Regions from separate parts of the Mus musculus genome. Here all the other regions are linked to region 3. Evidence: chromatin contacts called from public promoter capture Hi-C data. All regions are on one chromosome and are shown on one strand. Each heading gives the region's core, a stretch centred on a gene start, on an enhancer-like site or on the middle of the called end of the contact. The rest is flanking DNA. Distances are from core to core; before and after follow the strand shown.

Region 1 (3,959 bases), core at 1,339-3,838, 2.9 Mb after region 3:
AGGAACGCCAGGGCCAAAAAGTGGGAATGGGTGGGTAGGGGAGTAGGGGGGAGGGTATGGGGGACTTTTGGGATAGCATTGGAAATGTAATTGAGGAAAATATGTAATAAAAAAAATTAAAAAAAAAAAAGGGCAATCTCTGTCCAGAGCCAGAGCCAGGCAGAGATCAGCCTAATCTACATAGCAAGTTCTAGGCCAGCCAGGGCTATAAGGGTTCCACAGGGAATGAATTCAGATCGTCAGGCCTGCACAGCTAAGTACATTTATCCACAAGGCCATTTTGTAAGCCTTTAGGATTCACACATAAGCTGTCTCTACCTTAGTACTGGGATTATAGGCATGCTCACCATGCCTAGCTCTAGAATGGCCTGTCTCATATTCCTGCCACCTCTTCCTAGTATGACTGGTTCTCCTTATTCTCATATGCTAGTGTCCTAGCAGGGGGGTTGGAACCTTCTGAGCTTGGACTGAAATTTACCATCAGGTGTTCTAGGTCATAGGTGGTCAGCAAACTAAAACCTGCAATCTTAAGAATTGAGTCCATTTGGGCTTTTTCTGTTTATTTGTTTTCCTTTCAAGATAGGGTTTCTGTGTGTAGTTCTGGATACCCTGGAACCTGCTCTGTAGATCAGAGATCCGACTGCCTCTACCTCCAGAGTGCTGGTTTTAAAGGTGTGTACCATCACCCCCAACTATCCACTCCTTCTTGATGGTCTTAGACAAGTTTTCATTTTACTTTTGTCCCAGTTTAAAGTGCAAGGATTTTTAGTAGTTTTCTAAGGCCAGAGTGACTAATTAGCAGTAAGACTTAAAGAAAGGCCTGTGTACTCTTGGTACACGCTCCATCCTCTCTGCTTTAATATCTGTACAAAAGTGGGGCAATGCCCCAGACAAGGCACTTACTTTCTGTTGGTAATACAGAGAGTCAGGACTAGTTTTGTTTCTTTCAAGTCTCAAGTGCTCTGTTTTTCCATGCACAAAAACACAAACCTGGAAGCTCCTTGCTTCTTATTGCTAAATATTCTTGGGCCTATTTTGGCTTTGAAATTTTTTTGTTTGTTTGTTTTTTGTTTTAAGCAGGGTCTCATGTAGCCCAAGCTGACTTGGAACTTGCTATGTAGTTGAAGCTGGCTGTGAAATACTTCTTTTCATACCTCCACCTACCAGCTGCTGCAAATATAATTTTGTATCGAGCTGTTTGGGTTTCATTATTGTTTTGGAGATGGGAGTCTATGTAGCTCTGGCTGGTCTGGACCTTAAAAGTGTAAACCAGATGAGGGTGGTCTTGAGTTCACAGAGTTCCATCTGCCTTTGCCTCCCAAGTGCTGGGAATACAGTCAGGCTTCAAACCTATCATCTTCCTGCTTCAGCCTTTGACTTCAGGTTTCTTATTTGGGGAGCTGGAATATTGTAGGTCCAAAGCCAAATTATCTATCTTAGCCCCCAATCAACCATTTATTGTTCACCTCTATGTGACCTAACATTCTTGTGACTATTAGGTAAGTCCATTTGTAACATACAAACAGAATCCTAGCTTCCAAACCCAAAGGCTAAGAATGTGATTGTAAGGGTCCATGACTTTTCAAAGAATGACACCCTGGATTCAAAAAGTATGTAAATACAAAGAGTGTTTTATTTTGCAGAAGTTCAGCATGCTGGGGTCTCCCATTACCAAGAAAGACCGAGAAGTGAGCTTGCAGGCCCAATTTAAAGCACACTGGGGGAGTTCTGAGGTAGGTGGGCTTTGTCTTACTCTATCTCTAGTCAAGTGCAGCAGTGAGGAGGAAGGAAGTTTAATCTGTAACTGATTGTGAACCATCCATTGAGATAACTCACTACCTTTGGATCAGCTTGTCTCATCCCTCTCGTCATCATTTGGCATCTGGGGCCAATAACAGTACCAGCTTTGCTAGAAACCATCTCTACCAAGTTATCTGAAAAAAAAATTGCCATGATTCATAGCTTTGTTCTGTTACTATAAAAAACTCCATGAAAATGCTACCACTGCCGACTCCAATTTTCAAAGGTTTGTGTTCATCCAGGCTCAGTTTTCACTCTTTTTCTTCTCTCTTCAGAGTTTTCCCTAATGGCCCGAGTCAGGGTAACAGAGCTAAGCTTAAAGTCTTTCCCTGCGGTTAGAATATAACCTAAGTGCTTTTCCATAACCGACTCAACTCTCCATTAATGACTTTCCATTCCACTTATCCAGCCCTAACCTTCTAACATGCCCTTCTCTCTTGGCGGGTCACTGCATCCAAGTCTCTGCTCTTTTCAGTCCTCAAGTCTTGGTTCCAAGGTCACCTCTTTAGAGGCCTTCTTTGCAAACCTCAAACTGTTCTCATTTTCCTTTGGTTTCCTTCCCAACAATGCCGTTGTTCCTACTGACTCCTGTGCTTGCCTCTTCGGTTAGGCCGCTTCTCTTGGGAAAGGGAAACCCGGGAGATTGAACCACTGGTCTGCCTAAACGTCAATCCAGGTTCTGAAACTGAAATGCCTTGGGTCTCCAGCCACGTTAGGAAGAACCGGAACCGCGAGCGGAAGCTGGCGCAGCGCACGGAGGCCCCGCCCCTTCCTGTCACGGCGGCCGGCAGCTGGCGGCGGGGCCCCGGCGCCCGCTCTGCCCGCCCCCTCCCTGCCGCCCCGCCCGCGCCGCCGCGCCGGCCGCTGTCAGAAGCGCGTTGTATGCTGAGCAGCTGTCGTCGGCTGCTCCCGCACGTCCTGGTCCCGAGCTGCCCGCCGCTGACCCGCACACTGCGGCTCTTCCCTCTCCACCTCATGAAGCCGTTGGTCGTGTTCGTTTTGGGCGGGCCCGGTGCGGGCAAGGGGACCCAGTGCGCGCGCATTGTCGAGGTGAGGCCGTGCGGGAGGGCGACGGAGAGCTCCCGGGCTGAGCGGAGCGGGCCGGGGCCGGAGGGAGCAGCCGCGTTGGCGGCCGCGCCCCTCGCTGTGGGGAGCGGACTACGAGTCCCGACGGCCACCGCGCGCCCGGGCCGAGGGGCGTCGAGTCTACGAGTGCTTTGTTTCCGCGCGCCCTTGCTTCCACTCCTGGGATCCGGGTCTTCTCGCTACATCTCTGGCTGTCAGTCTCCGGCTAACCGGCCTCGAGGAACCCGACCCGGATCTTGTGGTAGTTAAAGTGCCGGATTTGTGAGAGCCCAGGCGCTAACCTTTGGCCCAGCTGACAACTCACGCCCTTTTCCTTGGGCGAGTGAGTCACTCACTCTCAGTGAACCTCAGTTGTCTAAGCAAATAAAAAACTCTGCTCTCCGAGAAAGTAAAACACCACCCAACTATAAAATCCTCTTATCATTTTTTAAATAATGTTTGCTTTAGGACTGCAGAGATGGCTGAACGGGTAAGGGCGCCTACCACCACGTTCCATCCCTGAGACCCACAGAGAACCACAACCCCACTCCCGCGAGTTGTCCTATGATGTTCACTCTAGAGCTCAAGGGTTTGCCCACACAAATAACTAAATACAATTAAAGTTTTGACATAAGTTTACCAGTTCCATTCTTTTAGTATTTGAGGTCAGGGGTGGCATGTACACGGAGAGAGGCAAAGACTTTAAACTCAAGCAGGTATGGGTTCTAGCCCGTGTTAGCTGTAGTGATGGACTGTCTTGTTTTTTCTAGCCCCTATGAGCTGTAATGATGCGGTGAGGAAGGCTTAATGGACTGTCTTGGGCAGTGTTTTAAAGGAAAACAAGACAATCAGAAAGAAATGGCAGGGTTGGGGAAAAACACCCAACATTCACCTTTAAATTGAGTGCTTGATAAAAGGTTTTGACCCAGAACTTGATAATTTCTTCTTTTCCTATAAGCCGTGGCCTATATTTGCTTTGTATTTTTTTCCACGTTCATATATTCAGCTCCTGCCCTATAGTCTATTCTCTAAAGAACAACCACAGATAAATAAAGTAATGTGGTCTAAAAGTTGTGTGTTTTACAGTTATGTCT
Region 2 (4,388 bases), core at 532-3,031, 2.2 Mb after region 3:
AGTCTTAACAAAAGCACACAGATTCTGAGCCCGCTAAAAGATCACAAATCTTTTAGGACCCAAGCCCTTTGCCTAACTCTGGTCTCTACACCCCAACGGACTCCCTTTGCTTTTAGTTTGCTCTCTGACAGGTCCAAATGGCTGAGGTTTCCTTCAGTTGCCTCACAAACTGACCTCTTAATCCCCCAATCCTCAAAGCTCATTTGTTTAGTGGTTGCTCTACCTGAAACTGGTTTGGTAAAAAAGACTGCTCCCCCCACCCCCATATTATTTATCGAAGGTTCACACTTTCAACAGTAAGCCCTTCACCATATTCTCCTATCACCAATATCTAAGCTGGTTAAGAAACACAAAACGAGTATTGGTCTTAAGGTCCCTTGACCTACTTTTTAAAAATGCCTAGCCCCAAGAGCCTCTCTGCTCCTCTGTCTCCATGAGTAACCTTTTTAATTCCTTCTTGGGCTATGAGCCCATTCCCCAAGTCCACACTTCCACCCTAGATTTGAAGCTCTTGTTAGACATTAGAGTGACTGCTTACTCTTTATTAAGAGTTAGAACTTGCCCTGTCCAACATCCTTTCTCCCTGTTTTCCAAGGCCTACTTCCCTTTTTCTTCCAAGGGACTCCCCTCTCCTTCTCATCCATTTGCCCGGCTGGTAGTAGTGCAAGATGCCTTTTGCCCATTTCAGCCCTCCCCACTGCTACACTCACTTGACAAAACGAGAGCGATTTCCAATTGCTCCAAATTCCTCTTCGTCTGTGCTGGACTCTGAGTCTGAGTCAGGAGGCTCAGTGCGAAGCAGGCGGTGGCTGCCTGAGCCTTGCTTGGTCTTCTTTCTCCGATGGTCACCAGCCAGGCCGATCAACGCATTGAGCTCTTTGCGCTTTTTCATCTTTTTGTGGGGGGTGAGTGGCGGGCCCACTCCTGAGCTGCCAGGTTCGTAGCCAACACCCAACTCTCTCGCTGACTTGGAGCTGCCTTCCAGGGTTGGAAATCCTGGGCCTGAGCCCCCTGATCACTCCCACCCAGAGGTGGGACTGACCAGATCTACTGAGGGCTGGAGAATAGAGCCCAGAGAAAATTGGACTCAGGTGGATGGGGGATGGGGGGTGGGGGAAGTTACATAGAGATGGCCAAGGAACTGGAGATCTAAATGGATAAATTTCTGAAACAACTATTACCTGTCAAAAGGAAAACGAAACAAAACAACCCGCTAAGTCAAGCACGAGATTCTAAGTCGTGTAGGCAACCAATATTTCTAGGAGTGCTCCAGAAAGCGGGAGAAAGATACACAAAACTAAGGTACTTTAGATCTCTGGGACAAGATTCCCAATGCAGAAGGAAAATAAACTTGTTTTTGAATGGGAGGAGAGGAGACTTTGCAGAGCAGGCAGTGGGAACTCGCTGATCCTTAACTGGAGAGGTGGTGACAGGAGAGCGCCAACACTGCCTGGGCGCCTAGAAAACTCCCAGGCCGGGACGCCCACCAGGATTCGGGATGATCACCTTCCCGTGGCTTCTGTCCTGAGTTTGTAGAGACCCGCGCGAGAGGAGCGGGAGCCCTGCTGCTAGGGCCTGGAGGGGGCGCAGTGATGAGGGGTGACCACCGCTCCGCCAGCCTGAAGTGTTCCGCCACCAGCGACTTCCGCAACTCACACGCGCCGCGGCCAGTCCAGCCGCGTCTCCGGCCCCTGCTTCGGTCGCGACTTCTCTGGATGTGCTGGCGGTGGCGGCCGCCGCAGGCTCCAGACCCGGGCCATAGCTCCAGTCTTAGCTCACTTCCCCTTTGGCAGCGGCCCCGGGCAAGGCTTGCCAGTAAGCCGCGCCCCCATTGGGCGCCCCTTGGTGACGTCACGCAGGAGGGCGCGTGTGGTGCTGGGGAGGTGGAACGTTAAAGGGGCCGCGGCTCTGGCTCGTGCTGGGTCTGGAGCCACAGTTAGTAGGCCCCGCCCCTGTCGGACCGCGGCTGACCGCATCAACTTACAGCGGAGGCAGAGTTTTGCTTGCTGAGAAGCAGGGGCGGGGACTGGCACCCGAGGCTCCACCTTCTGAAAAGTTCTTGAAAGACTCCATCCCTCTTACTCTTAGGTTCTTTAGGCTCATTGTTTTAATGGCCCAGTTGAATAATTCATCCGTCCTTCCATCCATCCCTCCACCCATCTATCCATCTATCCACCCACCCACCCATCCATCCAATAAATATTTACTGGTGGTGAAATATCGAGACTATTCTAGCTCTGGGGATGCTGCCATAAACACAATAACCAATGTGTTTTCCTTTCTGTATAGAGTTGCCAGATTTAGCAAATAAAATACTGAACACTAGTAAATTTCCAATACCAGATAAACAGTGATTTTTGGGGAGGGGGGAGGGAGTTGGACAGAGGCTTTCTATGTAGTCCTGGCTGCCCTAGAGCTAGCTATGTAGACCAGGCTGTTCTTGAACTCGCAAAGATCTGCCTGCCTTGGTCCTGAGTTCTGGGATTAATGGCATGCATCCTCACACCTGGTTTAGCTATTTTTTTTTTAAATTATAAGAGCCCTCCAATATCTATGACAACTTCATATTGAAAAATAATTCATTGTTTATCTGAAATTTAAATTCAATTGGGCTTCCTCTATTTTATCTGCTCATCTGCTCCAGCTTGTATTTGAGCATGAAAGCAACAATAGGCACACATATTACACTTTAGAAGTGGATGCATATTATGAAGGAAACCCAAATAAGATAGGGTGAGGCATGCCTGTTGTCTTTGATGAAGGGATTTTTGGGCATAGATCCTTAGGAAGCCAGAGAGTAAGTAAAATGGTATCATGAAGGAGTGCTCAGAAAGACCTGGTTTGGAAAAAAAAAAGTGATAGGAAATGAAGTTACAGAAACATCAGGAAGTAAACCTTGCAGGGTTTTGTAGAAGGAGTTTGAAAAACCATTGAGGAACATACTCTGAATTTTCAGTTTATAGAAGATGACTCTAGGGGCTGCAGAGATGGCTCAGGGATTAAGAGAGCACTGACTGCTCTTCCAGAGGACCTGGGTTCAATTACTAGCATCTGCATGGCAGCTCACAACTGTCTGTAACTCCAGTTCCAGGAGCTCCAAGGCCCTCATATAGACATACACGCAGGAAGAACACCAATGCACATAAAATTAAAAATAAGTAATTTTTTAAAAAAAAGATGACTCTGACTACTGTTTGGAAAATAAACAACAAAAAGAGAGGGAGCCAAGTATTTCTTCGGTCTGGATAGACATGAAGAGGACAGCGGAGTGGCAGTAGTGGGGATGGCCAGTATGCTGTATGCTTCTTGTAGATAGAGTTAAAGATATTTGTCGGTGGATTAGATGAAAGAAAATTAAAAAAAAAAAAAAAAAGGAGCCATGGACAACCCTAGAAGTTCGGAACGGTGCTGTGAGAAGAGCCTTGCCATTTGTCGAGAAGGGGGAAGGTTTGGGGACAAGGTCAAGAAGCCGATGATTTGATATCTAAATTCGAAATCCAGTAGGCTGCTTGGTATTTCCATAGGGAATTCTGGGCAGGAACGATGGCCTAAAATATAAACTGGAAACTCAGCAGACGTCAATGATATTTATAACATGGTGCGTTGAGCTACCTGGAAGGAAACCAAAGTGATTTAAATCCCTATATTCTCACTGTGGCAGCTGCACACTGCCTTTGCCTGAGGAAGCCCTCCTAAAGCCCAGGTGTGTGTCTTGATTTGCCTTTAAGTGTGGAACCCAGTGGTAAGCACCTAATTACAACCACCTGTTAGATATGCGATGGCATGTTCACATATGTGAACAGAGTACTGCAGAGGTAGGAGAGAGCTTTGGAGTCATGAGATTTAATCCTGTTTGCAATTCCAGCTCTGTCGGGAGACAGCTGTTGGACTTTCCTGGGGTTGTTTCCCAACTCTGTACCTGAAATAAACATCTACTTTGCAGGAGACAGTGGCTGATGCTTTTGAAGCCTGGAGTTGTGGTATAGATGCCCCATTTTTTATTGTCCCTTCTTGTTTCTAGAGCTGCTCCAACCAAGCACAGAAGCTACAAACCACATATGCCAAATGTACAGGTAAATGTCCCATTTAGCTTTGTTCTACTTGTTCCCTTGGCACCACTGGCTCCTTACCCAGTAGACACATGTGGCTAGTGGCCATAGAAAAGCACAGTCTCATATCATTCTATCATCACAAACAGTTTTATTGGTCAGATCTGCCCTGGTGCTTTCCTGGTGGGCTGGAAATGGAACGATGAGGTTACCAAACTCACAAACCGTTTCATAGACACAGACACATCTTGTTTATGGTCACTATAATCCACAGGCAATCGAGGTACCTATTCATGGTGGGAGGTCTTTCTATTGTAGATGCTACATCCATACCAAGGG
Region 3 (4,222 bases), core at 1,049-3,548:
GCCTGGTCTATCTACACAGTGAGTTCCACGATATCCAGCGCTGAATAATGAGAACCTGTCTCAAAAAACAAAACAAAGAATGGAGGGGACACCTAGCTCTCAGGGAGGGTGTTACCATCCAAGCTGCCTAGCCTGGAACCAAATACTGCCTGTTCTTGCTCCCAGGGTGAGAGGCTACAGTACAGCAGCATCAGCAGCCCATATATACTCCTGTTAGATTCATGCATACATTTAATCAGCAACCTAATCTGAGTACTAGGTCCCTGGTTCTAAGCCAAACAAAGGCTGGCCCCATCGTAGCTAATGTACTCAGTAGAGAATGGGTTCAGAATGGCTGTGTGGAGAAAGTTGCATTTCTGTTGAGAATATGTGCCTTCAGGATCCACCTGGGGTATGGGAAGAAATGGTGTGGAGATTAGATTTCCAGGATGGATGTGTGGTATGGTATTTTATTTTTATTTATGTTCATTTATATTGAGTACATTTCAAGGGGTCAGAGAGCTGGGCTGCAGCCAGTGTACCACCTGCACCTTGATAAGGTGTTTTAGAACACCACTTGCACGTGGTCAGGAGGGCTGTAGAAAGTAAGGTGGAGTGAGAGGAACTGGAAGGCCTTTCATCCCTTAAAGGAGGAATAAGGGTTACCTAACGTTGCCTGTGTACCCCTAGCTCTCCCTCTTAGCACCTTTAAGGCAGATCAGATCAGTCCGTCAGGACCACGGACAGCGCACGGCAGCCGGACTTCTTCCTTTATTTTCTCAGCTGTAGTTCTGTCTGCCCTGCCCTTCTGGTTACCCATCAGTAAGATCAGAAGAACGGGCTGAGTTCGCCCCACTCCCATCCATGACATCTGAATCCACTTGCTGGATGGGGTAACTGCATCCCATCCTCTGATCTTCCCCAGCTTTTGTACTGATTCTGCCTTTCATTCTTTTCCATCCAGTGTCTTCCTCAGCCAGCTAGTAGCATCAGTGTCTTCCACTTCATTATTTATCCCGCTCCTCAGTCCCAATTAAAAAAAAATGTGTATGTGTGTATGGCTGAGTTTATATCTGCGCACCACCTGAGTGTAGTTGCCTGCAGGTATTAGAAAAGGGACAAAAAAAAAAAAAAAAAAAAAAAAAAAGCTGGGCGTAGTGGCGCACGCCTTTAATCCCAGCACTTGGGAGGCAGAGACAGGCGGATTTCTGAGTTTGAGGCCAGCCTGGTCTACAAAGTGACTTCCAGGATAGCCAGGGCTATACAGAGAAACCCTGTCTCGAAAAAAAAACAAAACAAAAAAAAAGGAAAGGGACCTCCTAGAACTGGAGTTGCACATAGTTATAAGCCACCATGTGGGTGGTGGTAACTGAACCCACTGCAAGCACAGCAAGTGCTCTTAGCCACTGAAACATTTCTCCAGCCCCGTTAGTCCCATTCCCACAGTCCTGATTTCTCAGCTCTCCTGGAGGATGCAGAGATGCGCCACATGTTTTCAGTCCTTTTTCCCTACGGCATCACGTGAAGAGAGTCTTCCTCTCCCATCCCTCCTTATGATAAGAAGTCGTGTGGGAGAATGTGGGATGTAGCTCAGCCAGAGAGTCGTTGCTTTCCATGCACGAGGCCCCAGGTTCAGTCCCAAGGAGGTGGGGCGAGAGAATAAATTCGGGCTCTAAAGCCCAGTTTCTAGAACCAGCAGACATGGTTTTGTTTTTCTTATCTATATGGGATAATTCTTGCTTCTAATGATGAACTGGTGAACTTAGCAAGGGTCAGTGTTTGGTTGACAGACCGTGAGGACAACAGGTTGTGGGACAATTCTCTAGCAGGCAAAGTAAAGGACATAGAGACATTTTACGATGTCTGGCAGTAAGTACCTGCTCACAAATATTCAAACCCAAGCTGTGGGCACTGAGTTGGAAATTATGCAGTACTGGGAGATCCAGCTCGGTCACACAGCAAGACCCTGTTTCAGATTCTGGGGGCTGTGAAGATGGCTTGGTGGATTAGGGAGCTTGCAGCCAACCCTGAAGAACTGAGCTGTATAAGGACCCTTGCTCTCACTGTATGTATATACGTGCACACGCGCGCGCGTTTAAATATGATCAGCAGATAGCGCCTGCTCACACTGAATTAGTGACTTAGAAATTAGAGGGCACCGGCAGGCTGGCCTTAGGGTATCCGGGAAGAAGCTTTAGCCAGTGGAACCACAACACCCACAAGGCTTTGCGGCACTTCCGATTGGTCCTGAGTGAGAGGCTAGTGATTGGTTCTCTGTGGGAAGTCCTTGAACCCGGAAGTAATCTCCGTAGGTCCATGTGTAGTGGAGAGCCGGGAATTTGGAAGCGTACGGTTTGGATCCTAGGACCCGAGGACAGGTTGGTCCGGATCCACAAACAGAGCTGCTGTGACCTCGAGGACTTTTGAGGGTGCAGCTGCATCTCACCCCACCCAAGCTGCGCCCAATGGAGTCTACGTTCAGCAGCCCTGCGGAGGCAGCCCTGCAACGGGAGGCGGGCGTTCCAGGACAGTTCACTCCTCCTGAAGACCTGGACCGCGTGTATGAGCTGGAGCGAGTTACGAAATTTGTCTGCGATTTAGGTTGTCAGCGGGTGAGGTCTGGTTCAGAGAAGGGGGCGCGAAAAGGGGGCGCGGGGCGCGGGCTCTCCTCTGGGTATGGGTTGCGGAGATTGGGACTTTGGGTCGGGATCCGCCCGTATCGCACGGATTACCCACAACTCTGTGGGGCTGGCTGCCTCCTTAGAAGTAGGGGCTTGGGATGTTTAGTGGGTTTTTTTGTTTGTTTGTTTGTTTTTTTGTTTGTTTTTTGTTTTTTTGCAGAGGCTGTTGGTGGAGGAGTGAGGTTGTCGCTGACTTGTGGCTTGTATTTACAGGTGACTTTGCAGTTCCCTGACCAGTTACTAGGAGATGCGGGAGCGGTGGCTGCCCGGCTGGAGGAAGTCACAGGAGCTAAGATGTTCATTTTAGGGGACACAGCTTATGGCAGGTATGGGGTTTCCCAGCCCACAGTGTCTGCCTCCAGTGACCGTGTTTGCACGATGAGAAGCTCCTGATGCCAGCTTCCCTCAGTCACAGTGAATTCCTAGCTTGGTGCCATTTTCTCCACTGGCCACATTTCCCATTGATGACAACTCTTCTCTCCAGGTAGGGAACACCTCTCACCAATGCTCTCTCCCCTGCAGCTGCTGTGTGGATGTGCTGGGCGCCGAGCAGGCTGGAGCTCAAGCCCTTGTGCACTTCGGTCCTGCCTGCTTAAGCCCCCCAGCCTCGCAGCTGCCCATCACCTTTGTCCTTGGTCAGCGACCCGTTGCTTTAGAGCTCTGTGCAAAGGCCTTTGAAGCCCAGAACCCAGATCCGACAGCCCCGGTGGTACTGCTGAGTGAGCCAGCTTGTGCCCATGCCCTAGGTGAGAAATTATACCTGTGAGGGAAAGAAGGGTGGGTCCACAGCTTCATGCCTTAATTCCTCCTATTTAAGCACACTTACCTAGAGCTCTTGGCCTCAGTTGGCCTGGCTTGTCCTTTAGGGTCACATTGAGGCATCTGGGGATGAGACATCTCTTACTTTGCCAGACTTCAACTCTGATGCACCTCTTTCAGAGCCTTTGGCCATGCTCCTGCTCCCAAAGTACCAAGATCTGCTCATCTCCCGCCCAGCTCTTCCCCTGCCAGTGGGATCCCCGAGCTCACAGCCTGAGTCCCTGGAGCGTTTTGGGCGCTGCTTCCCCCTGAATCCAGGGAGACGTCTGGAAGAATATGGTGCCTTCTATGTAGGGGCTTCTCAAGCAAGCTCGGACTCCAGCCTTGATCCCGACCTGAGCAGACTGCTCTTGGGTTGGACACCAGGGCGGCCCTTCTTTTCCTGTTGTCCAGATACAGGACAGACACAAGACCAGGGTGCCAAGGCTGGGAGACTAAGAGCACGAAGACTGTATCTCATAGAGAGGGCCAGAGATGCCCGTGTGGTTGGGCTGCTGGCAGGCACATTAGGTGTGGCTCGACACCGTGAGGCACTGGCACACTTGCGGAAACTGACGGAAGCTGCTGGAAAACGTAGCTATGTGTTAGCCGTGGGGAAGCCCACACCCGCCAAGCTTGCCAACTTCCCTGAGATGGACGTCTTTGTGCTGTTAGCCTGTCCCCTGGGGGCACTAGCCCCCCAGCCTTCGGGTGGCTTCTTTCGGCCTGTATTGACGCCATGTGAATTGGAGGCTGCCTGCAAC

The links. Promoter capture Hi-C pulls out the DNA fragments that hold promoters and counts their contacts. Capture Hi-C pulls out chosen DNA fragments and counts their contacts.
Region 1: a contact with region 3 is called in a promoter capture Hi-C map of pre-B cells, with 5 times the contacts expected there. The contact joins the promoter of Cmpk1 here to the promoter of Dph2 in region 3. A contact is called at or near these places in 1 of 39 promoter capture datasets (pre-B cells) and 1 of 9 other capture datasets (liver).
Region 2: a promoter capture Hi-C map of adipose tissue shows a contact between it and region 3, with 3 times the contacts expected there. The contact joins the promoter of Efcab14 here to the promoter of Dph2 in region 3. A contact is called at or near these places in 3 of 39 promoter capture datasets (liver, neutrophils and pre-B cells) and 2 of 9 other capture datasets (adipose tissue and liver).

What each region holds. Positions count from the first base shown.
Region 1 is chr4:114,985,857-114,989,815 of GRCm38.p6, reverse strand. It overlaps Cmpk1 (cytidine monophosphate (UMP-CMP) kinase 1), which reads left to right and starts at 2,588. Exons shown (of 6, transcript NM_025647.3): 1 at 2,588-2,850. The coding sequence starts at 2,683.
Region 2 is chr4:115,735,163-115,739,550 of GRCm38.p6, reverse strand. It overlaps Efcab14 (EF-hand calcium binding domain 14), which reads right to left and starts at 1,781. Exons shown (of 11, transcript NM_001368627.1): 1 at 711-1,781. The coding sequence starts at 892.
Region 3 is chr4:117,890,079-117,894,300 of GRCm38.p6, reverse strand. It overlaps Dph2 (DPH2 homolog), which reads left to right and starts at 2,298. Exons shown (of 6, transcript NM_026344.3): 1 at 2,298-2,591; 2 at 2,874-2,986; 3 at 3,183-3,406; 4 at 3,600-4,222. The coding sequence starts at 2,445. It also overlaps a transcript of Ipo13 not described here.